2 separate regions of the Mus musculus genome follow, and region 2 is linked to region 1. The links are chromatin contacts, called in public promoter capture Hi-C maps. All regions are on one chromosome and are shown on one strand. Each heading gives the region's core, a stretch centred on a gene start, on an enhancer-like site or on the middle of the called end of the contact. The rest is flanking DNA. Distances are from core to core; before and after follow the strand shown. Region 1 holds the start of Arhgap39 (Rho GTPase activating protein 39). Region 2 holds the start of Cby1 (chibby family member 1, beta catenin antagonist).

Evidence for each region. Promoter capture Hi-C pulls out the DNA fragments that hold promoters and counts their contacts.
Region 2: a contact with region 1 is called in a promoter capture Hi-C map of cranial neural crest. The contact joins the promoter of Cby1 here to the promoter of Arhgap39 in region 1. A contact is called at or near these places in 2 of 39 promoter capture datasets (cranial neural crest and liver).

The regions. Positions count from the first base shown.
Region 1 is chr15:76,816,630-76,822,557 of GRCm38.p6, forward strand. Arhgap39 (Rho GTPase activating protein 39) reads right to left here and starts at 1,537. Exons shown (of 12, transcript NM_001168288.2): 1 at 1,363-1,537.
Region 2 is chr15:79,655,483-79,661,356 of GRCm38.p6, forward strand. It overlaps Cby1 (chibby family member 1, beta catenin antagonist), which reads left to right and starts at 3,745. Exons shown (of 5, transcript NM_028634.3): 1 at 3,745-3,811. It overlaps Fam227a (family with sequence similarity 227, member A), which reads right to left and starts at 3,474. Exons shown (of 18, transcript NM_029407.1): 1 at 3,199-3,474.

The DNA.
Region 1 (5,928 bases), core at 287-2,786:
ATTTTACAGCCAAGAAACCAAAGGCAGAGAGACCTTACCTAATACCACAAAGCCAGTAAAGGAGGAGTCATGACTCAAGGGCGGTCAGTCTGGCTCCAGAACCAGCACTCATTTTCACTCTGCTCCAGACTCTTACAAGACAGCTGATTAGACCACGAGCTGGAAGGAGTCACATCTCTCTATTCCCTCCTAGGCACTCAGAATCCCTTGAAGACTGGCTTTCCGGACTATCCAGTCACACCTCTCCTTCTAATTCCCTTCCCCCCACGTTCGTTGTAAAAAGGGGAGCAGGGACAAAACCACCTGCTGTTTACAGACTGCGCCCAGGACGCAGTGCTCAATTGCCCTCCCTAGCTCCCAAAGACAAACGTCCGTATTGTCTGCACCACGGGAGGAACTGAAGCCTTGCAACTGTACGTTTTTCTGCAGAGGTCACTGGAGGCCTGGCCAACCCGAACAACACTGAAGGGGGAGGGGGTCCAGCCGCATTTTTGCGGCTGAAGGTTGCGTAGCGCCCACAGCAGCTGCGGTGAGCAGCAGCATGGAACACACCCACAGCTGCCGCGCCCGAAGCGGGCAGCACGTTTTAAAATAAAGACAGCCTGCCTGGCCCGGGATGCACAGCCTGCCGGCTCGCAGCCCCCACCCACCCCACGCCTGCCAAACAGCAGGCGCCCAGGGAGTTCCAAGTCTGAAAGGCCGGGGAGAGGACCACCCGAGCCTGCCGCAGAGGCCCTGCCGCGAAGCCAGGGCGCACCACGCGCAAGCAAGCCACGACCCGACCCAGAGACGCCCACCGACTGCCGGGCATCGCGGACAAAGCCTAGCCCGCAAGATCCTCGTTCGGCAAGCACTATCTCTCACCACCCCCAAACGGACCGGAGCCCAGTGCACAGAAAGGGCACAAGCACACCACCGGCTCTGGGCCTGGACACAGAACGCACGCACACCTGTCCTCGGGCTGACTACACACACCTGTCTGCAGGCCGGGCACCCTCACATCTCACACCCACCATCAGGTCCACCCCAACCCCAACCACCTCAAGCAAAGGGCTCGCACACAACTATCTTGGCCAGGGACACACACGCACTCACGCCCATCCAAAGGCCGGGCACGCGTGCAGACCATGGCACCCTCACACCCACCACCCTCGGGCCCCTGCTCTTACGCAAACCCGCCTTCACACTCCCTGGCCCTTGGCCGCGGCGTCCTCCTGCGGACCCTCCCCTACCGGGTCACCTGGGGCCCCGATTTCTAGCACGACTGGACTGGGGGGCCTCCGCCTGGGCCAGGCCGTGGGGCCGCAGCGAGGCCTCTCCGCCATCTTCCCGGCCCGCGCCGCCCACCTCCCGCGCTCTCACCAGCCGGCCCTGCGCCCGGAGCGCCGCCACTGCCCCTCATCACCGACCGCACGCTGCGCCCCAGCTCCCGGCGGCTCCCGGCCGCCGTCGCCGCCGCAGCCAGCGCTTCACGTCCTGGGTCTCCGCCGCTGGTCCAGTGCGCTGCGGCCGCGCGTCCCCCGTCACCAAGCGCAACCCCCCGCCTCCGACTCCGCCCCCGCGAGGATGGTGGCGCCGCCAGGGGGCGCCGCCCGCGAGGCTGCAATGCGCCTGCGCCACCGCGCAGCCCCTCGGGAGCTCCGAGGGAGCCTTGCCTCTGTCGGAGGCCCCGCCCCCGATGCCGCGCTAGCCGGCCGTTCCGCTCTCACCTGTACCCGCCCACTTCTGGAGGTCTGGGTCACCTCAGGTGTGTCCTAACGTGGGTGTGGCGTGACTCTATTAGTTCTAGCCCTGCTGGGGTTCCTAAGCTTGAGATATACCTCTTCCTTGACTCTGGAAAGGTAGCTATTGTCTAAAATACTCTGCGTATTCCATGTTTGTAACTTCCCTTTATTATTTTCCTCCTTTTATTTCCTTGACTATTCTCGTAGTAACTCAGGCACAGCTTTAAATGTGCTCTCTTTTCTATTTTTTTTTTTTTTTTTGTAATGTGTATTGTGTGTGAAGCATGTGCACGCACGTGCCAACAGTGTCCGTGTGGAAATCGGAGGACAACTCCTTTCACCATGGGTTCTAATGACGGAACTCGCATCATCAGGCTTGCACAGAGAGCACCTCTACCCACTCCATGGCCCTTTTAACTTCTTATTAATTTTTTTTAAGAGAGAGAATTTCAGATGGCCCAGGCTGACCTTCAACTTCCCTATGTAGCGAAGGATGACTTTGAAACTCTAATCCCGTCTTCATCTCTCTTGTGCGAGGATTACAGGCACCATATCCGGTTTACACAGCTGAGGAGGTGAAACCCATTCTAGGAAAGCCCTTTACCTACTGAGCTACATCCTCAGCTGCCATTTGGGTTTTTTGTATTTGACGAGCTCTTGCTCTGTGTACCCGGGCTGGCCTCAAACTTAAAATCCGTCTTTAACACATTACAAGTGCGTTTGTCACCCTCCCAGACTTCGGAATATTCAGTGTTGTTGTTGTTGTTTTTGTTTGTTCATGTTTTCGTTTTTTGAGACAGGTTTCTCTGTGTAGCCCCGGCTGTCCTGTAACTCGATCAGTAGACCAGACTAGCCTCAAACTCAGAGCTATCTACCTGCCTCACTTTGCTAGTGCTGAAATTAAAGACGTGGGCCATTACTGCCCGACACCAGTTCTTTACTTTAAAAAGAAAAACACACACACACACACACAAAAAAAAAACCAAACTTTTTTTTTACCTTGGCTTGACAATTAAGAGTAAATACTGCTCTTCCTGAGGATTCAAGTTCAATTCCCAGCATCCATGTCAGGTGACTCAAAACCACCTATAATGCCTGACAGAGGTGGCACATGCCTTTAATCCCAGCACTTGGGAGGCAGAGGCAGGCGGATTTCTGAGTTCAAGGCCAGCCTGGTCTACAGAGTGAGTTCCAGGATAGCCAAGGCTATACAGAGAAACCCTGTCTCAAAAAACCAAAAAACAAACAAACAAACAAAACAAAACAAAACACCTATAACTCCAGCTCCATGAGATCAATAGTATTCATGTGTACACACACACACACACATTTTTTAAAATGGTGAAAATGAGCCTTCAGAATATTTTGCTTATTTAGTTTGTATGTCTGTAGGGCTGCATGTGTCAAGACCTCTGTAGAGATGTCAGAAGACAAACTCTAAAGGAGTCATTTCTCTTCGGCTATTGAGTCCCGAGGATGGAACTTGGGCCATCAAGCTAGTGGCAGGTCATCTCCAGCTCATGTCTTCATTTCTCTGTGTCGTATTTAAATTCCACTTGCAGACAAATAAAATGGCCCAAAGCTCTTCCAGGACTGCACACAGCGTTCCATCTGTATCCAGACCAAGAGAGCTCAGAGCCTTCCACACCCCGCAGTGCTGCAGACCCAAGCCCTGGGGATCTCCACTGTGCTCACACTTAGCACGTCCTTGCTGAGTCATCCTGGGCTCTGCTCTTAGGTATGGATGAGGGCTCCTGCTCTGTCTCCAGCCCCCTCAGCAATGCGGCTGGAAACAGACGTTCTAAATGCTGCAGAAAGGAACGCACAAGCAGCAAGGCTATTTATCTTTGCAAAAATGAAATTAACCGGGCTAGCAAGTCCTCGAGGGCCAGAAGCTCACTTCGAGTGTATCCTAAGGCAGGTGGTGACTGTGTCTTTTTTCCTATTGCCTGGGGTCACCTCATAGTCTTTTCCTGATTCAGCCTGATTCAGTTTAAAAAGATTCAGCTTGGAGTAAATGAAAGGGAGAGGGTGAGGTGTCAGCTGCTGCAGATCACGTTTGGGAACTGGAGGAGGGCAGGGCCTTTGTGGAAAGAAAAGCTTTACCAGGTAGAGGAAAGTAAAAGGTTTGAATTTCTTTACACAAAAGTTTTAGAGGGTGTGAGATATACAGAATATTGGCCTTTGGTGACGAATTTTTTTCCTTGTTCACCCACCTGAAGTAAGCTGACTTGGATGAAGGAAGACCGTCTCCTCCCTGCGGCTGAAGAAACATTACCAACATGGCTGACTGGATTCCTTTTGAGTGTTTTTTGTTTGTTTCAATATTTTTGAGATGTTTGTTATGTTTTATGTGCTTGCCTGAACGAGTGTCTGTCCCTGTACCACACATGCAGTGCCTGTGGAGGCCCAGAAGAGGTCATCAGACACCCTAGGATTGGAGTTGCAGACGGTTGTCAGCTGCCCTGTGGGTGCTAGGAACTGAACCCAGGTCCTCTAGAGGAACAGTAAGTGCTCTTAACTGCTGAGCCATCTCTCCAGCAATGCCCACCGCTAACCCCTGCTGCCTCTCCCCCCCCCCCCCACTTCTTTTTAAGATTTATTTATTATTATATGTAAGTACACTGTAGCTGTCTTTAGACACACCAGAAGAGGGCATCAGATCTCATTACGGATGGTTTGTGAGCCACCATGTGGTTGCTGGGAATTGAACTCAGGACCTTCGGAAGAACAGTCAGTGCTCTTAACCACTGAGCCACCTCTCCAGCCCCTGTCTCTTCCCTTTTGAACCTTTGGTCACAAACTTAGAATGAGTGCTGCTCACTCTCAAGCAGTCTTGTGTTTCTCTTCAGAAGGCTTTCAAAGATGGTGGCCATTCCATAACTTCTCAGAGCCCTTTAGTTAGGCCTCCTATTGGAAACCAAAAGTCTCCCTCCCATTACCAAACTACAGGACTGCACACACCCATCTCTGGCCTCCCACTTTCCCTGCCTGTGGAAAGTTTGCAGGCTGTTCTGCTCATTCTGAAGGTTGGACTAGAGGTCTGGACTTCTTTCTGTCCCTTGCATTATTAATATGGCCATTTCTATTGAACAGTTTTCAAGAACACTCAGATACATGCTAACATTGTTCTTTTTTGTTTCTTTCTGTATTTTATGTGCATGGGTGTTTTGCCAACAATATTTGTGTACTATGTTTGTGCCTGGTGCCTGTGGAGGTCAGAAAAGGGTGTCAGATCCCCCAAGGGATGGAGTGGGATGGCTGCGAGGAACCTAACATGAGTCCTCTGGAAGAATAACCAGTGCTCTTTAAAGGCCGACTACTTGGGCTGGTGAGATGGCTCAGCAGGTAAGAGCACTGACTGCTCTTCCAAAGATCCTGAGTTCAAATCCCAGCAACCACATGATGGCTCATAACCACCCACAATGAGATCTGATGCCCTCTTCTGGTGCTGTCTGAAGGCAGCTACAGTGTACTTATGTATAACAATAAATAAATCTTTGGGCTGGAGCGAGCTGGGTTGATCTGAGCAAGCAGAGGTGCTAAAAATTCAATTCCTAACAACCACATGAAGGCTCACAACCAATTGTTCAGCTACAGTGTACCCATATACATTAAATAAATAAATAAATAAACCTTTAAAAAAGTAAATAAATACATAAGATAAAGCCTGAGTACCCTCTCACATTATTCTTTGTAAAAACAAAATCCCTCCATTACTTCCTATCCTATGCACCCTACCATACTCTTATTTCTTTGGTGACTGTGTCCTGGAAAAACAAGCCTAGCACCTCAGTATCACCGTGTTTTGGTCTTCCCTTGTTCACAATTATGCACAGACACATTCCTGTTTAGGTTACTTGTTGAATACAGTGCCTTCGTCCATTATCACCTTTGTCTTTACCTCTGGGGAACATTCAACACCTTACCTTATGGTCGAATGGCCTTTGTTGAGAGGAGTTCTGATGCTTAAATTGTCAAGTGGGGAGGATTAAGAAATGTCCCAATTCTGGGCATGGTGGCACCTCCCTTTGATCCCAGCACTTGGGAGGCAGAGGCAGGTGGATCTCAATGAGGTCAGCCTTATCTACGTAGTATATTCTAGGCTAGCCAGGACTGCCTAACATAATCCTGGCTTAAAGAAAAGAAGAGGAAGAGGAAAAGGAAGAAGGGGTGGAGGTGGAAGGGGGGAGGAAGAGGAGGA
Region 2 (5,874 bases), core at 2,495-4,994, 2.8 Mb after region 1:
TCGAGGCCAGCCTGGTTTACAGAGTGAGTTCCAGGACAGCCAGAGCTATATATAGACATATATATGTCTATCTATAGACAGAGGTTTTATATATAAACCCTGTCTTGAAAAAACCAAAAAACCAAAAACCAAAAAACTACTGACTGCTCTTCCAGAGGCCTTGAGTTCAAATCCCAGCAACCACATGGTGGCTCACAACCTTCTGTAATGGGATCTGATGCCCTCTTCTGGTATGTCTGAAGGGAGTGGCAGTGTACTCACATACATAAAATAAATCTCAAAGGGAGAAATGTATATAACCTGTTTTCTTACCCAGAAGGCACTGGTATAGTTAGTTCATTAGCATGGTGACCTTAGTGCTAACTGTGTGACCAGGCCATAGACCACAGAGATTCCCCCAGACCCTTTCTTGACCTTGTCTGTTTCAGTCGTCTATAGACTAGTCTTCCAGAAGACTTCCTTATCTTGAGCCTGTTTTCCCAGTTATCCATAAAACCCATCTTTATGGAAGATCTCACCTGTACTTTGCTTTGTACGTTACTTTGAGATATCCTACCTTAAGCCTTGCTATGCACATGGGATTGAGCTATTTATCACCAGGATTTTTTTTTTAAACAAATTGTGCTGTGTACAAAGATGCCTAAAATAAACTATTCAGGGTCAGATTCTAAGTTTGAATGGACACCAGCTACTGAGTCCTGTTGAACCAAACTGCCTTCATATCTCCCTCTGATCACTACTCTGCGGCCCTGTGGTTGCAGATATCCCTCCATCTCCGACCCCTGTACTGCTCCAAGTTGGTTGGGTGGAAGGAAAGGCTGACTCAGACCCCAGGCCAGTACCGTTTCTTGCCTCCTGCTCTTACCCTCACAGGCCAAGCAGCAGGAGATGAGAAGAGGCAGGTGCATCTCAGGGCTTCTCCTTGTCCTCCTACCCATTCCCCAGAATGGCTGGAAAATTACACTATGTTCTAGACTCTGATGATGCTGTCAGGAAGCTTCCAGCTTTAGCCGAATGCTATTACTCACACCTAATGGGACAACTGAGTAGTTTCTAAAGAGGAATGTTTAAAATACACACATCGCTCCGGGCTGAATTCTCCCTCCTACCATTTAAGGATACGTGTGCTCTGGGGCCCGGTAAGCTTTCTACTGCCGTTGTCTGCAGAGGAGGGAAAGCAAGCTTCATTGAAAGCCGCGCTATGGCAAGCACTGTGCCAAGTGCTGGGGGTGGATGCGTGGGAGCTGAGGAGCCCTTCCCCTTGGGGCATTGTGGCAGCTGGGACTGCCGATCCCCTGCTCAGAGTTAGCATTTGATAGCATGTGAAATGCAGACTGCGGTACTGGTCCTCCGTCACCATCAACGTCGAGCCACTCGGTGACTATTTACTGAGGACTTCCCACAGACTAAAAAGTGTGCTCCAACTGGGCACAGGATGGTAAACTGAGCCAGACTGGATCCATAGCCCTAGTGGGGCTATTGAGGTAGACTTGTAAAATTAAAATAAGTACATAATTATAAAGTATAATTCATCAAAATTCTGTATGTAATGATGAATTATATAACTCATGACTGCTTCCAAAGAAAGTACATAGGGTTATGAGGTGACAGTGTGGTTTTGGGTATTTGTTGTTGTTGTTTTTGTTTTTGAGACAGTGTCTCACCATGACGTAGCCCTGGCTGGCCTGGCACTTGCTATGTAGTCCGAGCTGGCCTCCAACTCACAGAGCTCCTCCTGCCTCTGCCTCTGAAGTGCTGCAACAGTTTGTTCTGACCTAGTTACGGAGGTCAAGGTGCTGAAGGAAGAGCAGGAGTTAACTGGCTGATGGGGAGAAGAAACAGCTCCCAGACAGAGGGCAACGAGGCTGGAAGGAAAACACTCCTGGATGCTGCCCAGCCCCACGGCCACTAGCCACACACCAAAACAAAAGTTCTGAAATTTGGTTAGCGTGACTAAAGAAATTAATAACCAATACATGGTAAAAATTTAAAATATTTGTTTATTCGTATTTTGGACAAACCGAGTTAAGTGCAACAATAGTCAAGTTAATTTAATCTGTTTTGAATTGACTTGTTAAAAAGCCTAGGGCCGGGTATGGAGCACTAGCCTTTAATCCCAGCGCTCTGGAGAAAGAGGCGGGAGGACTTTTGTAAGTTGGGAGAGCAGCCAGAACTACATATTGAGCCCCAGTCTCAAATATCAAACAAACAAAGCGGGGCTGGTGAGATGGCTCAGTGGGTAAGAGCACCCGACTGCTCTTCCGAAGGTCCGAAGTTCAAATCCCAGCAACCACATGGTGGCTCACAACCATCCGTAACGAGATCTGACTCCCTCTTCTGGAGTGTCTGAGGACAGCTACAGTGTACTTACATATAATAAATAAATAAATAAATCTTAAAAAAAAAAAAACAAACAAAGCAAAAGGGTAGGGGTTGAAGGCAGGCTGGGTGTGTGTCTGTAATTCCAGCACTGAGAGGCTGAGGCAGGAGGATGAGATAAGGAGTACCCAGGGAGACTTTATCTCAAAATACGAAAGGTGCTTCGGGGATAGCACCGGTAGAGGGCGCACAAGGTTTAATATCAAAAAGCTTCTAGAGCCTGGCGGTGGTGGCGGACGCCTTTAATCCCAGCACTTGGGAGGCAGGCGGATTTCTGAGTTTGAGGCCAGCCTGGTCAACAGACTGAGTTCCAGGACAGCCAGGGCTACACAGAGAAACCCTGTCTCGAAAAAAACAAACAAGCAAACAAACAAACATACAAACAAACAAACAAACAAAAAAACTTCTAGAATGATCGCAACTTTCAAATGTGTTCTGCTTTATGTTTCTGTAGCGGTTGCTACACTAGATATGGTTGATTTTGATGTGGAATTCTCTCTTCGAACGCTGTGTGGCAAAGGTGGAGGAAGACTGCTTGGAGCTGGGTCCTGTCCTTTATGGTGGGATGACCTCGTACACCCACTAGGCAGCCAAGAAACGCCTCCTGGATGGCCATTTCTTCATTTACCAAACCGAGCTACAATGTCCTTAGGACTTGAGGAATCCTGGAGCTGACTCTCCAGTTCTCTACCCCTTGTACACTGGGCAACCTTCCCTGGACCTCAGTTTCCCTTGCTTGTGGGAGTGTGGAGGAGGCAAGACTGGCAGGAGCCAGTTTGCTACTGGCAGGGAGTCGTCATATCTGTCCGTCTGTCTTACCTGAAAGCTTCGGCAGAAGCGTCAGGGCGGGTTCCGCCACCAGCCCCTCCAGTGACCGGACCAAGCTCCGGATGTCCGCCAGCATCCGCGGCCCAAGGGGCGCGGTTTGCTTTGTGGCCGGGGCGGGGGAGCTGCAGGTCGGTCCATTTTGCTACTGTGAGTCCAGCCTGGGTCACCACTTAACATTTTTAACACAACAAAGCAGCTTTCGGCCTGCTTTGTTGCCAAGGAAAACGATTACTATGACGACGGCGGCGCTGACCCGGGGACCAGACCAACGTATTTAGGGGGTCATGCCTCTCCCAGCCTATGCCACAAGGCATGTGTGTATCTCCAGAAGTCGTGCCCAAGGCATGTGTGTATCTCCAGAAGTCGTGCCCAAGGCTTTCTTCTATTCGTGAACCTTAGAGAGTCCGCAGGGGCTCCGCTGCTTCGCGGAGGCTCGTCTCGGAGCTGGCTCCCTCTGCATTCTCAGTGGTAGAAGCCAGAGAGGCTGCGCATGCGCACGATGGTTGCCCGGCGCCGGCCAATCGCGGTCGCGGCGGTTGACGCGGCCTGGGCAGATCCTTGCAGAAAGCTGCAGGCTAGCTCGGGATTCCGGCTTCGCAGACAGGTACCTCTGGGAGCGGCGGGCGGATATCCGTGCCAGTAGTGGTGGGTGGGATGCCCGGGTACCCCTGGAGAAGCGGGCAGGCTGGACCGTGGCATGCTCCGCGGGCACCTCTTGCGACGGAGACTCGGAGATGGTGTTTTGACCCCATCCTTTGAAGGTCTTCTCCTAACCCGTACAGAACTCTTTGGGTTTTGTGACCCGTGAGACTGGCTGGCTCTTAACTTTTTCGAGACACCTTTCCCTTTGAGAATCCAGTGAAAACCAAAGATGCTTCCTTCCTTTATTTTTTGTCAGAATGAAGAGAATGTATTTTATAGCCTGATGCAAACTAAAGCTTCGCACAGTAAGTGCATTTCCCTGTAAAGGGGGACAATTTGATCTACTTCTCAGGGTCATGGTGAGCATCAAATGTCCCAACAGTTTGTAAACATGAAAGCACTCTTAACCTACGAGCTGCAGGCTGTTATCATTCGTGATTATAAATAAGGGACGTCACTGGCCGGAGAAATGGATCAGAGTCTCAGAGAACTGGTTGCTGTTGCAGAGAACTGGGATTCGATTCCCAGCTCACAAACGCCAGTAACTCTAGTTGTAGAATCTGCAGACACAAGGCACGACCATGGTATCCCAGGCAAAACACTCAGACACATTAAAAACAACAGCAAACAAAGCCTTTGAGGCCCTTGGGGGATGATAAAACGTTGGACTCCCCAGAGGGTGAGCAACAGGGTTGGTTGGGAACCAAGTGCAAACCTTTAATTTTCTTGGCCCATAGTCTTCTATGAGAGAGCTTCCCTAAAGAACCCTAGGATACCTTGAACGGTGTGTGTATGTGTGTGTGTTTAAAAAAAAAAATCTGTGAAGGGGACTAGAGAAAAGGCTCAGTGAATGTGGGTACTTGCTGCTCAAGTGTGAGACCATGGATTCAAGTCCCCAACATCTCAGTTAAAAGCCTACCACAAGCCGGCGCGTGGTGGCACACGCCTTTAATCCCAGCACTCGGGAGGCAGAGGCAGGCGGATTTCTGAGTTCGAGGCCAGCCTGGTCTACAAAGTGAAGTTCCAGGACAGCCAGGGCTACACAGAGAAACCCTATCTCGAAAAACCAAAAAAAAAAAAAAAAAAAAAGCCTGCTACAAGCTCGGACCCCTGCAATGCTAACACTGTTGGTGGCGGAGACAGGATTGCTTGTGCTCGCTGGCCGCCAGTCTAGCTCCAGGTTCAGTGAGAGACCCCATCTAAAGGGAATGCAACAGGACACCTGACGTCCCCCCTCCAGACTCCGAATCTGCACACAAATATTAATAAAGTGGATACACACACACACACCTACCTGCACATATGCATGCATTCAGCACATAAACACATAATTGGAAAAAAAAATGTACCATGAAGCCTTGTGGTTTTATGACTTCTCTCTACTTGTTTTATTTAAAAAGCTGACCTCTTCCCCGAGCCTAAGTGATGTTACTGATTTTATGAGCATTGCAGGACGTTGTGCTGTGACTAAAGCTAGTGTGCCGGTGAGTGTCGTGATACTTATCGAGACTGTGATAAGTACCGCTCTGCATCCGGGAGTGAAATCCGGGTGTCGCTTCATGGCTTTAGGATGCCATCCAGGCTGAAGTTCCCGTACTTGGTGATGTTCTTACTGGCCAACGGGAATGGTAGAAATTTCCTCCCTGGCTCCACACTGTGATGCTGGCGAGGCCAACTCGTGACAGAGTTGCCTGAGGTTAGCATCACTGTGAAGCCACACAAACTTTGGTTCCAATGCCCGTTCCCACCAAAGACCTTGGCTTTCCAAATGGGGTGACTAGGAGAGGCATGTCGAGGGGCAGTTGTGAGTGAAATGGGTTTATGCAAAGGCCTTAGCCTATACTGCCTGGCACATAAGAAGCACCCAGCACATGGAAGCTCCTTCCAGAACTATTAGGACCTCAAGCCTTCTTTTGCTGTTCTGTATAAATGGATAACTCTTCCCAGTAGGTACTGCGGTAATTGGCAATCATCAAGGTGTAAGATGTTCTAATGGATAGAGAACAGTGAAATGAGGTCGCTGAT